Regions from separate parts of the Gossypium hirsutum genome. Here all the other regions are linked to region 1. A link is a contact called in public Hi-C data. All regions are on one chromosome and are shown on one strand. The core of a region is the stretch at or near the end of the contact, and the rest is flanking DNA. Distances in the headings are between cores, read along the strand shown. Region 1 holds the start of LOC107950387 (18S rRNA aminocarboxypropyltransferase). Region 2 holds the start of LOC121215392. Region 3 holds the start of LOC107950893.

Region 1 (4,149 bases), core at 770-3,269:
AAATCATTTGACTGGCTAATAATGCAAGATCCTAAACTCAACAAGACAATTTATGAATATTAGAACCAATTTCCAAGCCTCTGGAAGTGAAAGCTGAAATTTCAATTTCCTAAAGCTTAAATTTGGGATTGCTTATGAGGGCAGAATCTATTTGTATCAGATGACTATGCTAAACAGTAGTCGTTATTAATACCAGGAACCAAGAGCCAACTTCAAAAATTCAATGTTAACTTTTCCATTTTACCTTTCTAAAAGCCCATAGAAGTTTTCTAGGAATTTCACTCTCTCTTCTCTGCATGTAAAACTCTGCATATCTTATTTCAAAATAGATGTGATTTACTGCCACCAGACACCCATTGGCAGGCTATTCATACCCAATTTCCACCCATAAGTCTCTTAGTTATCTTTCACTCTTACTTATTCCAACCTTAGGTATGGTGCGCAAATTTGTCTTGAATCCAACACAATGACACATTTCTCATGCAAAACAACTACAAAACAAGCCATGCACTGTAATGTCTACGGAGCACAAAGCACATTTGACGTGACATAAATAAGATAAATTCAAACATGCATAACAAAATTAAATTTCAGGGAAATTTAGTCTAGTAGATACTTTCTTTCAACAACCCAAATCTTGCAAGTTTGCGCCCAGTGCACCTTTTTGCATCACACTGTCCAAAATCCTGAGTCAACAAGAAGAAAACAATGAGGGTAATCCATGCAAGCAATTATTAAAGAAAAAGAAAATCAAAAGGCCAACTGTCAAACACCATTTTAAGAACGATTTGATCACGGATTCAAAATAATAAGCAAAGCTAAAGAAGACAATGACTTGGCATTGCTGGCAATTACCATTGTGATAGCAATATGCTTGAAGTCATCAATCCATAGAAGCCACTTTTTAAGGAAAAGGCATTTTTCAAAAAAAAAAAAAGATATTAAAGAATAAGATGTTCTTTGATAAACTGAAAATTTTAAGTGTGTTTAATAAACTGAAAAGTTAAGTGTTTAAATTTAAGTATCAAAATTGTTTTATAAAAATTGTTTAGTATATTACTGAAAATTAAGTACTCAATATAATTACACTATTTGTAGCTGTAAATATTTAATAATGAGAAACTATTCATTTCACGATTTAAACCTTATTAACCTAATTTATTATTATTATTTTGGATAGTTCTAAATAAAAAATTAAAAAGGAGTAATTTAAATATATCTTCTTTAGTGGAAAAAAAACAGTTCAAATATAAAACTGCAACATGTTCTGCATTTAAATTGATTAGTCCCGTTCAAAACTTGTTTCTGAAAATTTCCTGTTAATAGATAATATGAGTTATCAAACACATTCTGATCAAACAAAAGTTCCCTATCACAAATTCTACGAACACATAAAAACTTCCATTAAAGCTAGCCAAAAAAAATTAATTTCAATAACATTTAACCAAAAAAAGAAGTAGGAGAAAAATACAAACCCACATAGCAAGTTGAACTTTAGGAACATTGGGTTCCTCTTCGGGAGCTGCATGGAGAAGGAAAATAGAAAAAAAGCAATTAACAGTGGCAAAACATCAAACACATGATATATCCAAACAAAACAATTGAAGTAATGAAGATATGGTTATGGAATTAGTACGTTGATCATGTGGGAGAGATTCATCTTCCCTGGAAAAGTACAGCAATAAAGGAAAAATAAAAGCTTAGAAGATTGATTTTGAAATTAGATTGGTTTAAAAGTGAAATTGAAAAAGAAAAACAAAACAGAACCTTTGGAATTGATGGTTTCTGCTAGACTGTCCCCGATGAGAGTTATGGGTTTTGAAACGCCGGGGCTTGTTGTGACCCATTCCCTTTCTATTTCGTATTTTAGCTCTGAAATAACTGGACTTCGACGAGAAAGAGTGGTGATCACGGGGGCTTTGCTTTTGTGTTCTGCTTAGGCGGGTCGGTGGGGGCGGCGGCTCCTACTAGTTCCTAAACCGATTCGGCCCAAAAAGAAAAAAGCAGAAGTAGATACCTAGCTAATGGTGTGATATCTAAAAATTTGAGGTGATTATGGACCGAGTTAAGTTTAAATGGGGCTTATGGAAGGTATTTAAATTAATTTTTTAAGTTTGAGTTCGGTTTGATTTAAAAAATAAGTTTTTTTTTTATTTTTGTTCAAGTTTGAGTCAATTTAAAAAATGTAAATTTGAGCTCGATTTGATCCGTTTATATTTAATTTGCAACATAAATAGCTTTTTAAATATATATATTTTTTAAAAATAAATAACTTTTTTTATCAAAGATTTTATAAAATGAACTTTTTAGAGACCTCCAATGACCAATCCTAGCATGAATTGCTAAGGATCCAATAAGTTCAATATTGGTCCCTTCAAACATGTCAATTGGGCAAATGCGTCCATAGCGATTAGGATGGATATCTCGTATCCAAAAATTAGTAGTTCGTCCGATCAATCCTTCGGGTCCAAATAACTCAATTTTCTCCCATGCAGTATTTGTGTCAATGGATTTGTTCGATGGTACTAAAAAATGCTAAAATAAAATTTTTCTAACACATTAAAAAGTATTTATATTTTACTGTATTAAATATAATTTTTAAAATTTTATATTTTGGGATAGACTATTTAGCTGGATAAGTTTTTTTTTTAAGTTTTGGGTAATGGGTTTAATTGTTATTGGGTCAGTGATTTAATATAAATATATATAATTTTTATTTAACATATATAATTAATATAATATTTTTATAACATAATATTTTTGGATTGGGCATGGCTCGGACCAAAAAAATCCTTACCCAAGGCTCGATCCATATAAAAAATGAGACTTAAAATTCATTCAAACCTACATTCTAGTAACAATTTAACTTTTGGTCGGGGTACATTACTCCAATGTAAATAATATTTGTCAATGTGGATAAATGTTGAAACTCCATATTTTGATGATACTTGTTCTCAGGATAGGGTTTGAACTTTTTCATTTAAATTAGTCCTTAAATTTAGTAATTATTTTTACATTAAGACTTGAATTTTTTTTTATCCAAGTTAATCTCTAAACTTTACTTGTTAAACTCTTAGTTGGACATTTTGAAAAGTGTAGCTCTTTACGAGAACAATGATGATCTATAAACATTTACCCTATATATTTTTAAGTAAATTGTACCTAAATGAAATTTTAATTAACAAAAAAGAGTGTCATGTTACAAACGGAGCATTCTATAGAATAAAAATAAAAAAAGAACTTATACAATATACAGCTGGCTAATAATAAGATTATTCATGCTAATTCTTACCCCAGTTAGTCTCAATCTTATAACCTTTTTAATTTCCTCAAGCAGAGCATTCTTAGATCTCTGCTCACTTCCAAACTGTCGTTGGTTCCTCTCCCTCCATATTGAATTAATGTATGTTGACCATGCCAATCTCAATAATATGGCTAAGAAATAAGAATGCTTTTCCTTTAAGTTCGGTGCTAGTCCATTGCAGCCCCTGATCCCAATTCATAACTTGGCTATGAAGTGAACACACCTGCAAAATCATCGGTCATATTGTTCTTGAATAAGCACACAAAAAAGAAAATATGATGATTCTTTGTCTCCTTTTTCACAAAACATAGTTGACACCTATCATCAACTGTCCAGCCCCATGCAAGTAGCCCATCCTTTGTTGGCAACTTATTTAGAATTGTCATCCAAGCCACCATTGAATGTTTAAGGATGTAAAGTGGAAACCAGATTAACTTCCTCCACAAAACCTTCCTAGCTTTTGGCCTTAATTCATTTCAGTTTACCAACTAAATAATGCCTTTCTATGTTTCCATTCCCTATACCAAGTGCCTTAGTTTCATTAATTTCTTCCAGCTCCAACTACTATTTTGCGTGCAAGATATTTGCATCAAACTCCTCCCTTTCAAGACATATGCCCTTATCCAAGCAGTTCCACAAAGACCTCGCTTGCATTTGAACAGCCCCAAATGTGTTGAATAATGCAGGCTTGATTCCAACTTAGAAGGGCCTTAAGTCCAAGACCTCCCTCTCATTTCGGTTTACAAACCATATAGCAACTCAGTAGTTGATTCTAGACTTGATCATGGCCCGGACCATTTATTCGAAAAGTGAGAGAGTTTGAACAAAAATACAAGTTCAAAAAA
Region 2 (4,149 bases), core at 628-3,127, 210 kb after region 1:
TTCTTACAGCCAGTATCATCCATTATCCAGCAATGAAAAGCACAATGGCTAATCTTTGGCATCCGGTCAAGGGTGTTCAAATTAGAGATCTGGGAAAAAAGGTACTCGTTTAAGTTTTTCCATGTTATTGACATGGAAAGAGTTATTAAAGGGGCTCCTTGGGCATTCATTAATCATCTACTAATTTTACACAAGTTACAAGGGGGAAGATCCACTAAAAGTTCCTCTAACCTCATCACCTTCTTGGGTTCAAATACATGATGTGCCTATAGGGTTTTATTCTAATAAATTAGCGATGCAGTTAGGGAATTTTATTGGAATTTTTCAAGAATACGATGGATCTAGTTTGGGGAAAGAAAATATGAATTTCATGAGGATAACAGTTCAAGTTGACGTTCGGCACCCTCTCAAAAGGAAAAAGCAGGTTATGTTTAAAAACAAGTGCTCTTATGTTAGATTTAAGTACGAAAGATTGACTCTTTTTTGTTTCTACTGTGGCCGTCTTGGACATAGTGACTCCTTTTGTGAGGAAAAAATGGAGGCAAGGGTTGAAGTTGATGTGATGGGATGGGATTTATCTCTGCGTGCACAATCAAGAAGAGCCCAAGCAATGAGGAGTGTATGGTTACGGGAGGAAGGAGGTTCTGGGGGAGGAATGAGTGGAGGAAATAATGAAAGGGGAAACGTAGGAACTTTTACGGGAAGTGTTGATCCTATCTTAGGTTTTAATCTAGAAGGTAATGGGTTCTCCTCACAAATAGAAAGGGTTAGACCTTTAAATGATTATAGTCAAATGGCTATAGAACAGGAGTTGGAGAATGAGATGATTATTGGAGAAGAGGGAAAAAAGAGAGGGAGAAAGGATATTGAGAATAGTAGGGAGATGGAAGGGAGAGATAGGAAAGTACAAGGATTCAATCATTTATTATCGGCGGCTGTCAAGAGGCAAGCCGACCGATCGCAATGAAAATACTAAGTTGAAATGTCTGAGGTTTGGGGAATCCTGGAACAGTTCATCGACTTCGACACTCGCTGAAGAAACACTATCCCCTAGTGATCTTCTTAATGGAGACAAAAATAAACAAAAAAGAATGAAAAAAATTCGAAGAAGTTGTGGATTTCACTTTGGAATTGATGTGGATTCAATTGGATCTAGAGGAGGACTTTGTTCAGCATGGAGAAAGAACGCTAGTATTGCACTACAGAGTTTTTCAAATAGACATATTGCTGTGATCATTGAGGAAGAATGAGATGGAGAAAAGTGGATATTTACAGGTTTTTATGGTTCCCTTATTCATATGATAGGGAGGAATCATGGAACTTGTTGCGACAATTAAGAAACCAAGGAGATGACCCATGGCTGGTTTGTGGGGATTTTAATGAAATCTTATATAATTTCGAGAAGAAAGGTGGTCTACCTAGAGAAGAAAAAAGAATGGAAGCATTTCAGAAGGCCTTGGAAGACTGTTGTTTAGTGGATTTGGGTTATTCAGGTAGGAGGTTTACGTGGGAGAAGGGAAATTTGCCAGAATCTAATATCCAAGAAAGATTAGACAGAAGAGTGGCAATAGAATGATAGAGTGATTTATTTCCAAATTTTCTTATTCAACACCTCCCTCATTCTTTCTCAGACCATTGTCCACTTCTCATTGATACGGATCAGAGAGTTAGAAGGATAGCATATCAGAGGTTCAGGTTTGAAGCATGGTGGATTTTGGAAGATACTTTCTTGGATGAGACTAAAAGTATTTGAGAAAACTCAACAGGAGACCTTATGCAGAAGCTGGAAAATTTAAAACGAGGGTTACAAAGGTCGAGTGTCCAGTTCCAACAGAATAAAAGGATGACAAACGAGGTCTTATTGTCAAAATTAGAAATGTTGCTTGATGCAGATAGAAGTGAGAACTTGGCAGAGATTATTGACACAAAAATCCATCTGAACTTAGAAATTGAAAAGGATGAAAGCTATTGGGAGCAGAGGGCTAGAATTAATTGGTTAAAAATGGGAGACAGAAATACAAGTTTCTTTCATAAACAAGCATCGCAACGAAGGAGGCAAAACAGAATCCACAAGTTGCAGGGTGAAGATGGCAGGGCAACTGAAGAATGGAAGAATATGGAGGAAATTGCCAGATCGTACTTTTTACGATTGTTTTCAACAGGAGGGCAACATAACTTTGAGAATATCTTGACAGGTATTAGAAGGTGTATTTCTGAGGAAGATAACATTAAACTTAATGCAAGGTTCACAAAAGATGAAATTCGGGAAGCTCTTTCAGGAATGGGGCCTGCAAAAACACCGGGAGAGGATGGTTTCCTAGCCTTATTCTATCAAAAGTGTTGGTCAATTGTTGGGGATGACATCTCCAATTTTTTGTCTCCAAAGATTAAACGAAGGTATAGAGTTCCAATCAATTAATAAAACAAATATTGTGCTCATCCCAAAAATCCAAAATCCCTCGAGCGTTACCCATTTTAGACCTATTAGTTTATGTAATGTGATTTACAAACTGATTGCTAAAGTCATTGCGAATAGGCTACGAGGGTTAATTCATAAATGTATTGATTTAGCTCAGAGTGCTTTTGTTCCAGGAAGGCTGATTTCTGATAATGTGTTACTTGCTTATGAAATTCTGCACACTTTGAAACTGAAGAGATTGGGGAAAAAAGGATTCATGGCTCTTAAACTGGACATGAGTAAGGCATATGATAGGGTTGAATGGGAGTTTGTTAGAGGAGTAATGGAAAAAATGGGGTTTGACCCATGATGGATTGATTTAGTACTGACTTGTGTCTCTTCAGTCTCTTACTCTGAGTTTCAATGGAAATATCGGTCAAACGTTTCTCCCATCGAGAGGTCTTAGGCAAGGGGATCCTCTAAGTTCATTTTTATTCCTTATTTGTAGAGGACTCTCAAGTCTAATGAGGTTAGCACAAGAGGAAAATGTTTTGAAAGGTGTTAAAGTAAGTCGAAGATGGCCGACTATCTCCCATTTATTATTTGCAAATGATTGTATTTTATTTGCTGAAGCTACAGATAGGGGAGCACATTCATTAAAACAGATACTGCAAGAATACGAGACAAGTTCTGGGCCCCGTGTGAATTTTGAAAAATCGACTTTTTTCTTCAGTACTAATACAAAAGAGAGTGAAAGGAGTGTTGTTTCACAGATCCTTGGAGTTAGAAGAGCTAATGATTTTGAGCAATATCTAGGACTTCCTAGTATGGTGGGGAAAAGAAAGAGATTATCTTTTCAAAACTTGAAAGATAGACTCAAGAAAAAATCAACACTTTATTAGATATCTCTCACAAGGAGGAAAGGAAGTGTTTATCAAGGCAGTTCTACAAGCTATCCCAACATACTCGATGGCTTGTTTCCTACTCCCTAAGACGCTCTGTACAGATTTGGATAGAATAATAGCCAACTTCTGGTGGCAAGAGACTTAATAAAAAAGCTATCCACTGGTGCGCTTGGAAGGATTTATTTCTATTAAAAGAAGATGGTGGTCTCGGTTTTCGTGATTTTGCTAAATTTAACGTTGCATTATTAGCGAAGCAGGGATGACGTCTTATTAATTATCTGAATTATTTATTGGCTCATGTTTTGAAAGCAAAGTATTTTTCCAATTCAAATTTCTATAAAGCTCAGTTGGGGAATCTACCTTCTTTTACCTGGAAAAGTATATGGGCTGCGAGAGGACTTCTTAATAATGGACGCTGTTGGAGGGTGGGGAGAGGTGATCAAATTTCCATGCGGGGAGATTCATGGATACCGGGGATTGCAGCTGACAGAATCACGATTCAAGAAGACAATGACAATGTTAAATTAGTCTCGGATTTAGTTGAGCCAATTAGCAGGAGCTGGAGAACAGAGCTAATAAGAAATACCTTTCAACCAGATGTTGCGGAGCAAATATTAAAAATCCCTCTTGCGGAGACAGAACAAGAAGATCTTCAAGTTTGGAGAGGAGAACCGACAGGGGAGTTCTCGGTGAGGAGTGCCTATAAACTATTACATGGTTCTAATCTGGATCCTAATGATTTATTATTACAGACCGAGACAAAAACTTTTTACAACAAATTATGGAAGTTACATATCCCTACAAAAATTCAGATGACAATTTGGAGGATTTCTTGGGATTTTATCC
Region 3 (4,149 bases), core at 1,161-3,660, 150 kb after region 1:
TTTGCTCTTTAAAATGAGCCAATCGTCCCTAATTCTTTACTTGTTCTAACCAAAATTCCTTTTCGGTTTTGCTGCCAAATGTTGTAACAACATTCTACAATGTTATATATAATCACAAAAAATATCAACTATTGTATTTAATATGATATTATTCTAAAAATTTATTCAAACTAACTTCCAAAATATTTATAAGAATAATAGACGATTTTAAGAGTTTGTTTCTAATGCAAGTAATTTTCGATTACATAAGATGTTTATAGATCAGGTTCGGTTTAATCATGATACTAACACATTTTATTTTTTCTAAACTCGACTCGATTTGAAGTACGAGTCTAAAATTTAGCTTAAGTCTATTCATATTTATAAATGACTAACTCAAACTCATTTTAGGTCCAACCATATTTTAATTTTTTTAAATATTTATATTATATTATTTTTTATTTAAAAATTATATATATTTTTCATTTATTAAAAAATATAAACAATTAATATTTTTTTAAATGTTTACATTATAGATTACATAATATATTATATTATAGATCATTAAAATAGATCGGGCTTGTGTCTCGAATGTTTGACTTGAGCTTGATCAATATTTTAACGGGTCTAATTTTTTTTTGTCTAAGCCTAATTTTGAGTTTAATATTTCTACCCAAACCCTCCCGAAGTTTAAATAAGCTTTTGGACTTAAATAGTAACTCAACCTATGAATAGGCTTAGTTACATGTTTTGTTTTTTTGTTTTTAATGCATTTTTATTAAAATTACCCATATTGAGACTTTATTAAAATTGTAGTCAGAGCTCAAAATAAGATATAAAACTCTCCTTATGTTAATTTTTTTATTCACAATATTCAAATTCGAGATGATAAAATTATTTGAGATTTATCATAATAAGAGTGTTGATTGTGGACGAAAGATGAAATGTGATAATATAGATAGAGAAAAAGAAAAACAAATGTGCAAATTAAGATGAATTCTCGTCGGAGACTAATGATGCTCTAATACCATCGATAATGCTTACTTTAGACACATAATACGCTAGATATTTATTTGGAGGTGCTAATGTGTTTGATTACTTGAAGGACGCCTCCATTTTGCTTTCTGCCTTTTATATCAAGCAAATCCAACATATTAATTTGGCAAGAAAATTACACCGGTATATATTATAGCAAGGAAAGAAAATTTGCGTCAATCGCGTAGGTCTCGTCTTCTAAAATCATTGGGTCCCTATTGCATAAAGTTTTATTTTCTTGGGGGGCAATGCCTGAACGGTAAACAAAAGAGGGACCGAAAAAAAAATTCATACACAGTGTTAAAGAACAAAATTCGAGTATAGAAAAATTTCATGCACTTTGTGCCTCTAAGAAAGCATTAAAATCGTCCCTAGCTTTACGCAAACGAGGCGTAATGCAAGAAGCCGGTGAAGCAGGGTACGATGTTGGGGATGACGTCGAAAACCTAACATGCCGAGATGATGATTCATGGGATTTCCTGCCTGTTGTTGTTGTTGTTGTTGATCTTGTTTGATTTGAACCATTCTTCAATACCCCTTTTACATCTTTATTATCGAACACAAAAGCAGTTGAAACCGGTAAATGTGCATCGTTCCCAAGGTTATTGATCAACTCCAATGGAAGATCAAAGTATAGATCACCAACATCATGGTCTGGTATTATTGTTGATGAAGCCCATGATCCACATTCAAACTTTTCAAGGGAAACTGTTCTCGATATCACATTCACATTATTCTCCTTCACCCTAGGTTCTCTTTTTCTTGTCCTCACTTGCTTTGCCTTGGTAAATCCTGGTAGCAACAGGCAAAGGGCACCGCATTTGAAGTCAACTTCATTACTACCATCCATTTCCTGATTGTTAACATTGGGTTTGGAGATTAAACCTCCATGCCTATGATGCTTGTACATCCATAGATCATCAAGTTCATCCGGTGGTCCATATGTTCTTCCATCTCCACATGACTTGCTTCTCCAAAACGTCGTGTTTTGAAGTGATGGGTTCTTATTGACCAACTCGTCAACCTGTTGAGGCAACGCTTGGCTTTCGTGTTTCAAGTTCTTCCTCGAGCCGAATCGAGGGGAAGAAGTCGCGGAGTTTGGAAGGCTGCAACTTAAGAACTTGTGCTTTGCGGGGAGCAAAGGGGGTGGAAAAGGGTAATCAGTTTCAGCTTGAGGTGGTAACATCATGTTGAAACTTATTTCTCCCATGGATGATTCTCGTAATGAAATTGGATCAACGGATATTTGTTTTTCCCTTTGCAGGCTATTCTTCTTGTCTAGGGTCTTAGGCACTTGAATAGCAAAGTCAAGCTCATGAAGGTCCTTGTAAATTTCATCGAGTTCTCGAGCAATTTTGTTGGTGGTGGGAACTATTTTCGAAGTAGAAAGTGCCATTGAATTGAAAAGAAACAAAACTGTGAGGATGAAATGAAACGATGAGATCGTCTAACAGCCAGGACCATATATTGGTAGAGCAGCTCTGTAAGTGATTTGCATGTCGCATGATTAAAGGCTGATCACCATTACAAAATTCACTTATCTTTACAATAATTAACTGTTGATGCGTGCCACAACCACTCTAACACCACTCACTTTGTTAACTTGGTCAAAATACAAAAATAATTAAAATTTTATTTGTGCTTCTAAATGCTTGCACGTTCATACCCTCTCAAGCTACACAACCTTAAATCATTTTTAAAACAGATCAAACCATTTGGTTTGTGTTCACACTTTAGTCGGTTTGTTTTGATTGTTTAAAATTGACTCTTGGAATAATGATTATTATACTTATAAATATTTTATTTAATTTTAGTTTTAGAAATAAATAAAAATCTTGAGTAAATTGGTAGCTCTCAAAAATCAGACTAACTTGATCATTGTCAACTTCAAAAATAAGTAACTAAATGCTAATAATTTGTTGTCAATTGTATAATTAAGGAGCACATGTTAAATGTCTCTTTTAAGCTGGTTGAGTTTGTTGTGAGTTGTTGTAGCTGTTACAACTGTTATTAATCAGTTGCAGGGTCCCTATGGTGATGTGTGTGCTGCAACAGTCTGCTATAAATGGCTAGGAGCTATAGTTTCCTCCTTAAGTTGATTATCTCGACAATATTTGCTTCAATCCAACTATGGACAAATCTATAGAATAAAGTAGAAGTGAGAACTTTTTGGCCCAATTGATATAATTGCCTTGGGCTTCTTGGGCCGCTCCTGTCTTCAACCGAACACATAATAGGTGTGTTGCAACTTGCAATACAAAAAAATATAGAATTTATATTCATTTTCCTTTTTGTTACATTTATGCATGTATGGTTAGGATTATGGCAAAAGAGAGCCTTTATCCCAAAGTTTCCATTTTCCTCCAATGACGTCAATATAGTATATGTTCATCCTAAAATTCTCCCAGCCCTGAGATGTGAATGTTCCCAAGGAATATTTGTTTGTAGGGTAAGCAGATGTAGAATTCTAAGGAATCAATTCCCTTTCCAAACAAACTTGCTTCATATCTTCCATCGTAAATATCATGTTTTCTACATCTTTATTATTTTAATGGAGAGAAAAGCGTCAACTTGTCCAAAAGGTTGCTGCTCCAAACAGAAATGGCTAACAACATGGTAACATAACAATGAAGGAAAACCAACCCAAAGCCCTTTGCATAAGGCAATCCTCCAAAGCCTAAAAACTATAGACTTGAACTACAAGACAATCAAATCTCTAATGCCAAGAATTCTCTTCTTCCACCCTTGTATTATCTCCTTTTCTTTCCCATCTTCCATCCCCCATTTATACCAGGATTCACAATCTCAATCCACATCACCCAAAAAAAACTTGAAACCAAAAACCAGTAAACTTGCAGAAAAATGGAGGGTTTTATTCCATGCCAAGAAGGGTCAGCAGAAATTGTGTTTTTCGACATAGAAACTACAGTACCCAACAGAACCGGTCAAAGGTTCTGTGTATTGGAGTTTGGTGCCATTGTAGTGTGTCCAAGGAACCTGGTTGAGCTAGAGAGTTATAGTACCCTGATAAAGCCCAAGGACTTGTCTGTTGTTGCATTGAGGTCCGGCAGGTCTGATGGGATAACTAGAGATGCTGTTGCAAACGCACCTGGATTTGAAGAAGTTGCTGACAAA

The links. A called contact is a pair of places that touch in the nucleus more often than the background predicts.
Region 2: a Hi-C map of leaf shows a contact between it and region 1, with 4 times the contacts expected there. The contact joins the promoter of LOC121215392 here to the promoter of LOC107950387 in region 1. A contact is called at or near these places in 11 of 34 Hi-C or Micro-C datasets (callus, hypocotyl, leaf and 2 more).
Region 3: a contact with region 1 is called in a Hi-C map of leaf, with 4 times the contacts expected there. The contact joins the promoter of LOC107950893 here to the promoter of LOC107950387 in region 1. A contact is called at or near these places in 11 of 34 Hi-C or Micro-C datasets (callus, hypocotyl, leaf and 1 more).

The regions. Positions count from the first base shown.
Region 1 is chrD03:6,274,512-6,278,660 of Gossypium_hirsutum_v2.1, reverse strand. It overlaps LOC107950387 (18S rRNA aminocarboxypropyltransferase), which reads right to left and starts at 2,019. Exons shown (of 9, transcript XM_016885236.2): 1 at 1,768-2,019; 2 at 1,637-1,665; 3 at 1,476-1,522; 4 at 621-686. The coding sequence starts at 1,847. LOC107950388 (a long non-coding RNA gene) reads right to left here. Exons shown (of 3, transcript XR_005911113.1): 3 at 3,145-3,527.
Region 2 is chrD03:6,061,939-6,066,087 of Gossypium_hirsutum_v2.1, reverse strand. It overlaps LOC121215392, which reads left to right and starts at 1,877. Exons shown (of 4, transcript XM_041089848.1): 1 at 1,877-2,397; 2 at 2,537-2,755; 3 at 2,907-2,964; 4 at 3,651-4,149. The coding sequence starts at 1,877.
Region 3 is chrD03:6,127,304-6,131,452 of Gossypium_hirsutum_v2.1, reverse strand. LOC107950893 reads right to left here and starts at 2,410. Exons shown (of 1, transcript XM_016885811.2): 1 at 1,207-2,410. The coding sequence starts at 2,410. The coding sequence ends at 1,346. LOC107950391 (protein NEN4) reads left to right here and starts at 3,236. Exons shown (of 4, transcript XM_041089678.1): 1 at 3,236-4,149. The coding sequence starts at 3,877.